2 separate regions of the Sus scrofa genome follow, and region 2 is linked to region 1. Evidence: chromatin contacts called from public HiChIP or PLAC-seq data. All regions are on one chromosome and are shown on one strand. The core of a region is the stretch at or near the end of the contact, and the rest is flanking DNA. Distances in the headings are between cores, read along the strand shown. Region 1 overlaps RBMS1 (RNA-binding motif, single-stranded-interacting protein 1). Region 2 has its middle 200 kb from the start of RBMS1.

What was found. HiChIP or PLAC-seq counts read pairs in DNA pulled down with a chosen protein or histone mark.
Region 2: an H3K27ac HiChIP or PLAC-seq map of alveolar macrophages shows a contact between it and region 1. The contact joins two enhancer-like sites. A contact is called at or near these places in 1 of 47 Hi-C or Micro-C datasets (embryonic fibroblasts) and 2 of 2 datasets of contacts at active chromatin or transcription factors (alveolar macrophages and skeletal muscle).

The regions. Positions count from the first base shown.
Region 1 is chr15:67,246,318-67,250,986 of Sscrofa11.1, reverse strand. The region is part of intron 2 of RBMS1 (RNA-binding motif, single-stranded-interacting protein 1); the gene reads left to right. Among named protein-coding and RNA genes, the nearest start is that of ITGB6, 130 kb to the right of the region's middle. Within about 2 kb of position 3,111, at least 15 of the 83 cell types and tissues checked have an H3K27ac peak or open chromatin away from gene starts, as enhancers often do. A contact at or near this core is called in alveolar macrophages, where this site is marked.
Region 2 is chr15:67,602,847-67,607,469 of Sscrofa11.1, reverse strand. No RefSeq gene overlaps it. Among named protein-coding and RNA genes, the nearest start is that of RBMS1, 200 kb to the right of the region's middle. Within about 2 kb of position 2,764, at least 1 of the 83 cell types and tissues checked has an H3K27ac peak or open chromatin away from gene starts, as enhancers often do. A contact at or near this core is called in alveolar macrophages, where this site is marked.

The sequences.
Region 1 (4,669 bases), core at 1,862-4,361:
TCTAGCATCACTGGTTTTCTGGCTCCCTTTAAAGGATCCCTTGCAGATTGTATGGGGCCTCTCTAAGGATCTGTAAAGTGCTGCATTTGTGTTCAGGACCATGTTGCCTAGACACCGTTCAGCATACAAGGTTAAGTAAGCCCTGAGCGAATCAGGAAGTCGAGGTCGGGGCACCCAGGGCTGTGTTCCGCTCATTCAGCAGCACAGTTACAGGAAGTGCAGGGAGGCACCATTGCTGCTGACGATGCCCACCTTGGCCGAATCCTCGAAAGGACCAGAGGGAGGAGGGGAGCTAATCAGAGGCCTTCTCCCTGCTCCCACTTTTTTCTTATGTGTTGTTTCACTGAGGGCATGGCCAGTTCCTACACAGTTCTACAGGATTCTGTTGGGCTGTTCTTGTCCCATTTTATAACCTGAAATTAAAGTAAGTGGAAGGCTGTGTGGTATTATTGTTTCAAAGATGTTTTTGCCTTTATTATTTTCCCTAATGATTCTGTGCATGTAGCCGTTATCCTTATTTACATTAATATGATTGGTCACCCAGCCGGGCTTCTGTTCAAAGCAGAGTATACCTACTTCCCACTTGCTAACCCACCATATTTTAGTGATTCCCCAGATTTTTGGACTTTTAAGGACTCAAAACAAAACAAAAATAGTTGGGGTTAGGGATCCAGTATAGACTTAGGATTTTATTTTGTTAAAAAGGATACAAACTAAAACAAGCACCATCCTTTGTCACTATTTCATAAAAATATCCAAAGCCTTGTATTTATTTATTTGAATACCACAATTTTAATATCATTATTTATTTAATACCACTGCCCGTTTAATACCCAAAATGTGAGAAGTACATCATCTTAGATTTAACGTTCTGAAGAATTTGCTGCATTTGTCTGCCTGTGTCCTGTGTAGTGATCACCTCCTGGTCGGTTTTTGTGAAAACCTGCTTTGCAGCCGTACCCCTCACCCAGGTGGTCACGCAGCCCTGCTGGAACACTGCCCTTGGTGGCATGTTCTCCAATAAAAATAGTTTTTATTTAAAAAAAAAATTATTGAAATATGGTAGACTTACAAAGTTGTGTTAATTTCAGGTATATAGCAAAGTAAATCAGTTGTACATATACATATATCCATTCCTTTTCAGAGTCTTTTCCCATATAGGTTATTACACAGTGTTGAGTAAATTTCCTTCTGCTATACAGTAGGTCCTTGTTACCCATCTATTTTACATATAGTAGTGTATATATGTCAGTCCCAACCCCCAAATTTATCCCTGCCCCACCCCCAATCCAAGATAGTTCTTTATTTTTGTTTATTTATTTATTTTATTTTGTCTTTTCGCCATTTCTTGGGCCACTCCCACAGCGTATGGAGGTTCCCAGGCTAGGGGTCTAATCGGAGCTATAGCCTCCGGCCTACGCCAGAGCCACAGCAATGCGGGATCCTAGTCGTATCTGCAACCTACACCACAGCTCACGGCAATGCCGGATCCTTAACCCACTGAGCAAGACTAGGGATCGAACCCACAACCTCATGGTTCCTAGTCGGATTCGTTAACCACTGAGCCATGACCGGAACTCCTCAAGATAGTTTTTAGATAGGACTTCTTTAGAGTTTTTTCTTTTCCATGTGAGCATCTGCAAGGCTGTCAGCCATTCCATCCTCATAGGATATATTTCTAGACCTGTGTCTACCAAGCTTAGTCTCTGAAAGAGCTCAGATGAGGTACAAGGAGATGTTTAGAACAAACGCCTTTGACGTAGAAAGCACTCAGTTAAAGTGGGCTGTTGTTATTCTTTTATTCCTCCGTTCCTTCCTCCTAAATTTTGACTGATTATTTTTTGCCAGGCACTATGCCAGGGCCTGAGATGCTAAGAGGAAAGCAGTCTGAGGGAACACAGACTGATGTGATGCGGATGCAGACATGGGGTTGGTGTAGCAGCGGGCCGAGGGCTGCACCAAGAACACTGAGGACCCACTGCCTCGGGCCAGTGCAGAGGCAGCGCTTAGCTTGGTCAGGGAAGGTCAGAGAAGGCTTGCTGCTACTGGAGAGAACCATGAAACTGAGCCTTGCAGAATGAGACTGAATTTCCCCAGTGAAGTAACTTCTTGAAGGGCAGAAGATGAAGATGGAGCAGGACAAGCGCAGGGCCTTATACAGGATCAAAAGGCAGCTGGAGCTGTGTGAATTCCCAGGGTTGCTGTTGCAGAGTACCACAAACTTGATGACTTAAAATAATGTGTTATTATCCCACAGTTTTAGAGGCTAGAAGTCCAAAATTAAGGTGTCAGTAGAACCATGTTCCCTCTGAAAGCTTAAGGGAGAATCCTTCCCCGTACAGCTGGTGGTGCTTTGCCTGCAGTTCTTAGTGCTCTGGTTCACAGCTGCATCCCCGGGCTCATCTCAGTCAACACATACCTTCTCCCTGTGATTCTGTCTGGGTCCAGATTCCCTCTTAGAAGGACACCTGTAACATTGGATGTGGGCCTACCCTAATGGCCTTATCTTAATTCAGTTATATCTGCAAAGACCCTATGTCCAAATCAGACCACATTCACAGTCACTGGAGCTTAGGACTTGGACATATCTTTTGGGGGTACCCAGTTCAGCCCATCACTATGGGGGTCAGAAGATGGTGAGCAAAGAGCCCCCAAAGCATAATTTCTTTCTAAGATCAGGATCGTATATTTTTCTCAGTGCAACCTATATCTGTTTCATCTAGAGAACTTGAATTTGTTCCTTGCCAGAAAAGCCAGGTATTTTCATGTGAGAAACCAAGGCTTTCCCTAAAGTTATACAGTTGATTATCCCTCCCTTTGGAACTTATACGTAAGGCTTATTTTTCCCTATTAAATATTATAGTGTTGGCTTTGGCCAAGAATTCATTCTAGCCTATTGAAATAATTTCCAAGCACTATTTCTACCACCTTACATTCACCATTCCCCACTAGCTTTGGAACATTCATATATTTAATAAGAGTGCAGTCAGTGACCCGATTTGTGCCAATTTTTAGATGTTGAAAAAGTTCTGGCCAAGAACAGAGCCTTGTGACACATCCCTACATGCGTCGGCCTTGACCATCAGACTAGCTCAGTCACTTGTTTAGCTAGTTACCCACTCATCCAAACCACATTTCCTCTTCCCAGATGTCCTTGTCTAATCCACCAGCAAATAATGATTTTTATTTAGCTCAAAGCAAAATATACTTTGTAGCATTTCTGAGCAACCTTGACTTCCTCACTACTCCCCAGGGTAGAAAGAGCAAAAGTTTCACCATGGGTGTCTTCCTGGGAAGGACTTCTCTGGTGCCTGTTCTTTTCACCAGTCTCTCTATCCAGTCCATTCTGGAATTTTGCTTTAGCTCCATAAGCCTTACCTGCCTTTCTAGAATCTAGGTTTTTTTTGTTCTTTTAAAGAATGGGAATGATATGTCCCCTTTCCATTAGCGCCTCTCCTATGATGCAAGATTTCTCAAAACAACAAGATTGGGAAATCCTGATTATGTCATGTAAATAAGAAGTACTTTTAGCCCCAGTCTTTATTCACAGCACTCATACTTGTACATTCTGGAAGATGCAGCAAATTTAAGCTATCATGAGAGAGAGAGTCTTATTACCTTCATTGAAATATGGAAATTTTGTGAAACTGATACTAAAGTAATTTAACAGCTTTTGGCTCACTTTGGCTCCATTTTTTTTTTTTTTCCCACATAAAGATAATTCTTCTCTGATTTTCTTAAGCTTTAAGATTAGAAATTTTTAGAGCGGTATTGCTCTGTCTTTGGAATGATTGCTTATCTTTATCTGCAGTGTCTAAGGATAGTCTTATTTGGAGCAGATCAGTAGGAAACCAGCATTGGAGCCCTATTTATCCTTTTCCATTAGATCCGCCCTGAAGAGACGTGACCATTGTCACGAGTGACCCTTGAATGAAACATCTAAGTTTAGAAACATCAACTGTGCTGGCAGGCTACATTAGCATTCCCTTGCCTATCCAGCCCAAGTGTATTTTTTACTAATGATACATTTGTATCACATCCCCAGATTTCTTAGAACTGAAGTGAGTAAAATAGATATCATTTTCCTTTTCTGTCTGTTCTTCACACCGGCTTTTCAAGGTCGTGGGGCAGTCAGGATTTATTACTTTAGAAAAGGATGGCCTGACAGCATTTGGAAATCAATATGCTGGTGCCATGTTCTGGATCAAAGCCAACATTCGTGTTCAGTCTAGGAAATGTCCAATTTGACTCCTGCCGTTTTCAGCTCATGTCAGAATCAGGAGAAATTTCTAGGTAGTTTGCACACTCCGTTTTAATAGTTTCAGATAACCCTCTTTGCTTCAGAGAGTACGTTTACTTTTACTCTCTGTCACGTTGTTCTTGTTTTGAATGAAGCAGGCCTTGATGATTTTCGGTGTTGGAGTTTAATACATTCAGTTTCTACAGACTCTGACACAGTTCTCTGTTACTGGGTGTGTGTGTGTGTGTGTGTGTGTGTGTAAGAGTTCTAGTTTTTCTTTTAAAAGGAGTAACAAATTTAGAGATATTTGAAAAGTAACCTAGGAACTAAAATTCTTCTTAGTTTTTTGGGTTTTTTTCCCCCAACAACCTTTTACAGTTGTCTTTTTGGTAGCAACTTTTAATTCCATGTTAAACTCCTAAATTACTT
Region 2 (4,623 bases), core at 1,515-4,014, 360 kb before region 1:
TCTCACCAAAATACAAATCAGAAGGATCAAACTGTAGCTCTTTTTCTGGCAATAACCAGACAGCAGGAAGTTATATACAAACATTTTCAGAAAAGAAAAATTTTTCTTTTTAACCTATGTGCTCTTTCCTGCCTTCCAACCTAACACAAGCTGGGCTGATCTGGCTTTTCCTCATCATTATGCCCACACACTCAGTAGAAAAACTTTGTGTTTTTCCAGATGATACTCTTTGTTAATAATTAACAATAATTTTCTTGTGAATCATTTCACTCTTTTAAAAATGTTTCATTGACTAATAAAGTCAGCTTCTATAAAACAATTAGACTTACACAGTTTTAGTGTTCTTCAAATGTTCTGGAAACATGTTTTTTTGTGTACACTCAGTACTCAGTGAACATTTAACCATCAAATTCATATTGAATATACATTCCAATTTCACACACAAGAAGAGGAATTTATTGTCATTTCAACTTATAACTTTGTTTTTGTTTTGTCATTGTTGTTGTTGTTGTTTTGTCTTTTTGCCTTTTCTGGGGCCGCACCCACAGCATATGAAGGTTCCCAGGCTAGAGGTTTAATTGGAGCTGTAGCTGCCAAGCCTACAACCAGAGCCACGGAAACGAGGGATCCCAGCCGCGCCTGCAGCCTACACCCCAGCTCATGGCAATGCCGGATCCTCAACCCACTAAGCAAAGCCAGGGATCGAACCCACAACCTCATGGCTCTTAGTTGGATTCATTAACCACTGAGCCACGACGGGAACTCCTCAACTTATAACTTTTTCATACTGATCTGGTCACATGTCCACCTTAAAATTCACCAGTGGTAAAAATGATTGATAAAAATGTTGGTCATGATTAAATACTTAAAACAATCATGTATAAACCCTGTCATTTTTGATGGGATACACTCAGAGCCTTTATACCTTTTATTTCAAAAATCTATTCTTACCATGCTTCTATTCTGGACCCAATCTTATCTAGATAATTTACTTCAGCTGTTTTCAGGTAAATTCTGAAAGACTAAATATTTCACATATTTCAATCTCAATCTACTTAATTTTTTCCCAAATTATCTAGGTGTGCTCTACATTTCTGCTTCTTGGCTAAGTCTCAAGATTTCTAACAAACTAACAACAGAAATCCCAGAATTTGTGTACCAAACTTCATGTTCCAAGATTTCCTAGGTGGATATAAATCTTTTCTCCACAGGGTTCGCAAAACTCAATACAAATTTAATTAGCCTTCACACCACAGCCATAAGGGTAAAAAAATGAGATGAAGTTCAGACCAAAAGAAAAGAAAACAAAACAATAATAACTAAACATAACCCTCAATACAAGTATGTCCCCCAAGGTAAAAAACAAAGGTTTTCAAGTCATATTGGAATTAATCATTCATATTATTATGTGGCTCAAGAAATATTTGTGGTTCATAAACATTGCAAAGCAAATACTACCAAAGAGGATATAGGACAATCCTTAGGAAGATACCTGGCATTTAGACATCTGCTTTTTAAAGGGCATTCTACATAGAGCCAACTAGTCAAATAAATTTTAACCACATATGATTTAAAAAGAGAAAGTATAATCTATTCTCTCAAACATAATTTTGGGGGCAGATATAACTAACATCTCAAGATTTCCTTCCAGTGCTCAGGAGTTGTTCTTAGTCATACTTGTGCTAGTGTGTCTAAGGCCATTGCCATCTGTCAAGTTGCCTCATGGATTTTCAGTTATGAATTTGGGGTCATTTTCCATTTCACAATGTAAATTGAGATGTTGTGTACAGCTGTTTGATCCAAGATCATCAGGTAGCCATGTGCAGTCAGGACCTGTGAACACTGGTTTCCACGGGAACCAGAACCTTGTAGTGCATCATAGGCCACCATTTTTTTTTTCTGTACCATAAAGAAGCCGTTTTTCTAATTGGGGTGTACTACTTATTGCACTTGTTATCCTTGCTGTCTGCTCTTTGCGAAAGGGAAATGTTTTTTACTCTTCTGAAAATTAAAGAATTTTATGATCATGGTCCATAAGCCCAGAAGCAGAAAGGAAATACCGCCATTATTTATTTAGTATTGACAAAACTTAGAGCTTGAAATACAACTCAGAGCGTTAATCACCCATCTAATGGGCTAAAAGCAACAAGCAGTAAAAGTAGTAAAAGTAGAAAATTCTCTGTCAGAAGCAATTTGGTTCAGAAAATTTACTCAATATGAAATATAATTTTTCTTGCTAACTTTTTCCAGTGCCCTTCTCTCGCATTTTTATTTGTAATGTTTAAGAACTTTAGTTAGCATGTTTTAAACAAAGATTCAGAAAAATGTAAGGGCATTAAGACAGAACTTGTAGGAGAAAACATCCTTCAACTTTGAGAGCATTTTATGTAGTTGAAATGACCCTGAATCATCAGATTCACTCTCTTTTTTCCCAAAATGAGGAAACTGAACAGTATAAATGGCTAGCTCTAAGTCACACTTAGACATTTAATGGTATAATCAAGACAATACATATCTGCCTTATATATGCTTGCACTCATGATCTTGGTGATGATGGGGTGTTCCTGGGTCATTGCCCAAGCAGCCCTGGAACTCTGTTCCCCAATACCACCATCATGGTTCTCAGTAAACTGTCCCTCTATTATGCAGAAATAATATTCTGCTATTCAAATATTGTCTTAACATAAGTCAGAAATAATGAGTTCTGCTAACTCATGTACACTTGTGTTCCAAATGTTTGCCCATTCAAGAATGTTCACTTCTCCTTTTTACCAAACATCCCTCTGTTTTATGCAATGCTCTGTTTAAGATTGTCAAGGACACATAGAGCCTTCATAGGTTAATTCTTTCTCACTCCTCATACCAATACTTCCTTCCTCCACCCCTCCTTTCTGTCTGCTTCTCTAAATAGGCATACTTCTCTTAATGCAACTTAAAGTTATTATTCATATGTTTACTGTCTAGGGTTTATTTCAGCTATAATTAATTAAAAGCTAAACTAACAGTGACTTAAACCATAGGACTTCTACTACTTACTTCTGTTACCTAAACAGAATTCTGGAGGTAGGACCATGCTTGGGAGACAACAGATCTAATTAGACCTAAAGCTATTTTATGGTTTCTGTGGTGACAGACTCCAATCCGATTACTGTCAGTCTGGGCTGAGCTAGTAATTGAAAACACCTAGCTGAAGTCAAGGATGTGCAGGCAGAAGAAACCAGTAGGCAGATCATGTCAGAATTAGGTCTTAGACACACCAACATGTTAAGATGAGCTATAATAAAGGACTTTGCAAAAACTAGGTTCCACAGAAATAACAGGCAATAAATTTGTTTTCTGTGAAAATTAAATGGGGAGCTGGGGAGAAAAAAATGACTTTAAGGAGTTAATTTTATTCATTCATCACACATTGAATCACAACCTGGTATCTTTCAGCCAATCTAGCTGTAGGAGCTCAGGGTATTGATGATTAATGACTACCCTTGTCCTCAAGTTCTCACTCTGGTCGAGAAGGTAGTCATGGAAATAATTACAATTCCATGTGATGACTGTTCTAATGGTCATATATGAAATGGTATGAAATCAACAACAGATAGCAATTAATTCTGCCTGACTGTGTCGAGGAGGCACCATTGATGGGATGACCTTTAAGCAGGAGAATAGAAAAGTTCCAAAGACCAGAAGAACATACCAGAAACATGAATTCAGTGTTATGTAAAATCACAGCATTTTCAGTGCAGAATGAGAAGGTGTATGTAGCTGGAATATGTTGAGCAAGTGGGCAAAACTGGCGACAGGAAGTTGAATCTAAAGAATATGTTCCAGTTAACCTATGTTTGAGGATTTTCAAGATCAAGGTAGAAAGTGATCAAGGGGTTAAAAGAAGGGAAAAGATGCAAGTGAGTATATTTAAACTGACCAATAGTGGGTACAGATATGGGCAAAGTGACATCAAATGCAGGGGAGACACAAGGCTGCAGGTGTTGATAAGTTCAAAGAGCAGGTTTGGGATAGTTAAGTGGAGGAGCCATGAGTCTGTAGGTTTGTTCAAAAAGTAGAATTCTGGAAAAAAAAAAAAAAAGTAGAATTCTGAAGTTTAAGATTTCAAATTCGGAGTAGTCGCAAAGGATAAGAGCTAGTCCATGACTTTGAAGACCAAACTAACTGGACTATGAGAGCTCCCATATGAGCCATGGGTATTAGAGAAATTGTCCACATGGGCTTGCAATTACTCTCATCAGTCGAAGTAGATCCTGAGACAAGAATTTGAATGCAAGAAGTTTATTTGGGAGGCGATCCCAGGAAGTAGGGGTAGGAGAATGGAAGAGACAGAGAAAAAGGAAAGAAGCCAATATGAGGGTACATTATTGAGCAGGTTACTGCTGTGGTCGACAGGGGCTCAATCCTTCGGGGTAGTTCTAGGAGACAGCTCAGATGACCTATCACAGGGGCCCACACTCCCTCTAGTGGTTAGAAAGTTGGGGTATTTCTTTCCCAAAGTCATTGTCATTGACTGAGAGTGGTTCCTGGTGGCAGTAAGTTCCCAGCACTTCTGATGCTTGGCAAGAGTCGCAGGATCTTGTTGGCATTACCAGTGTTTATGAGAGTGGTGAGCGCCAAGTG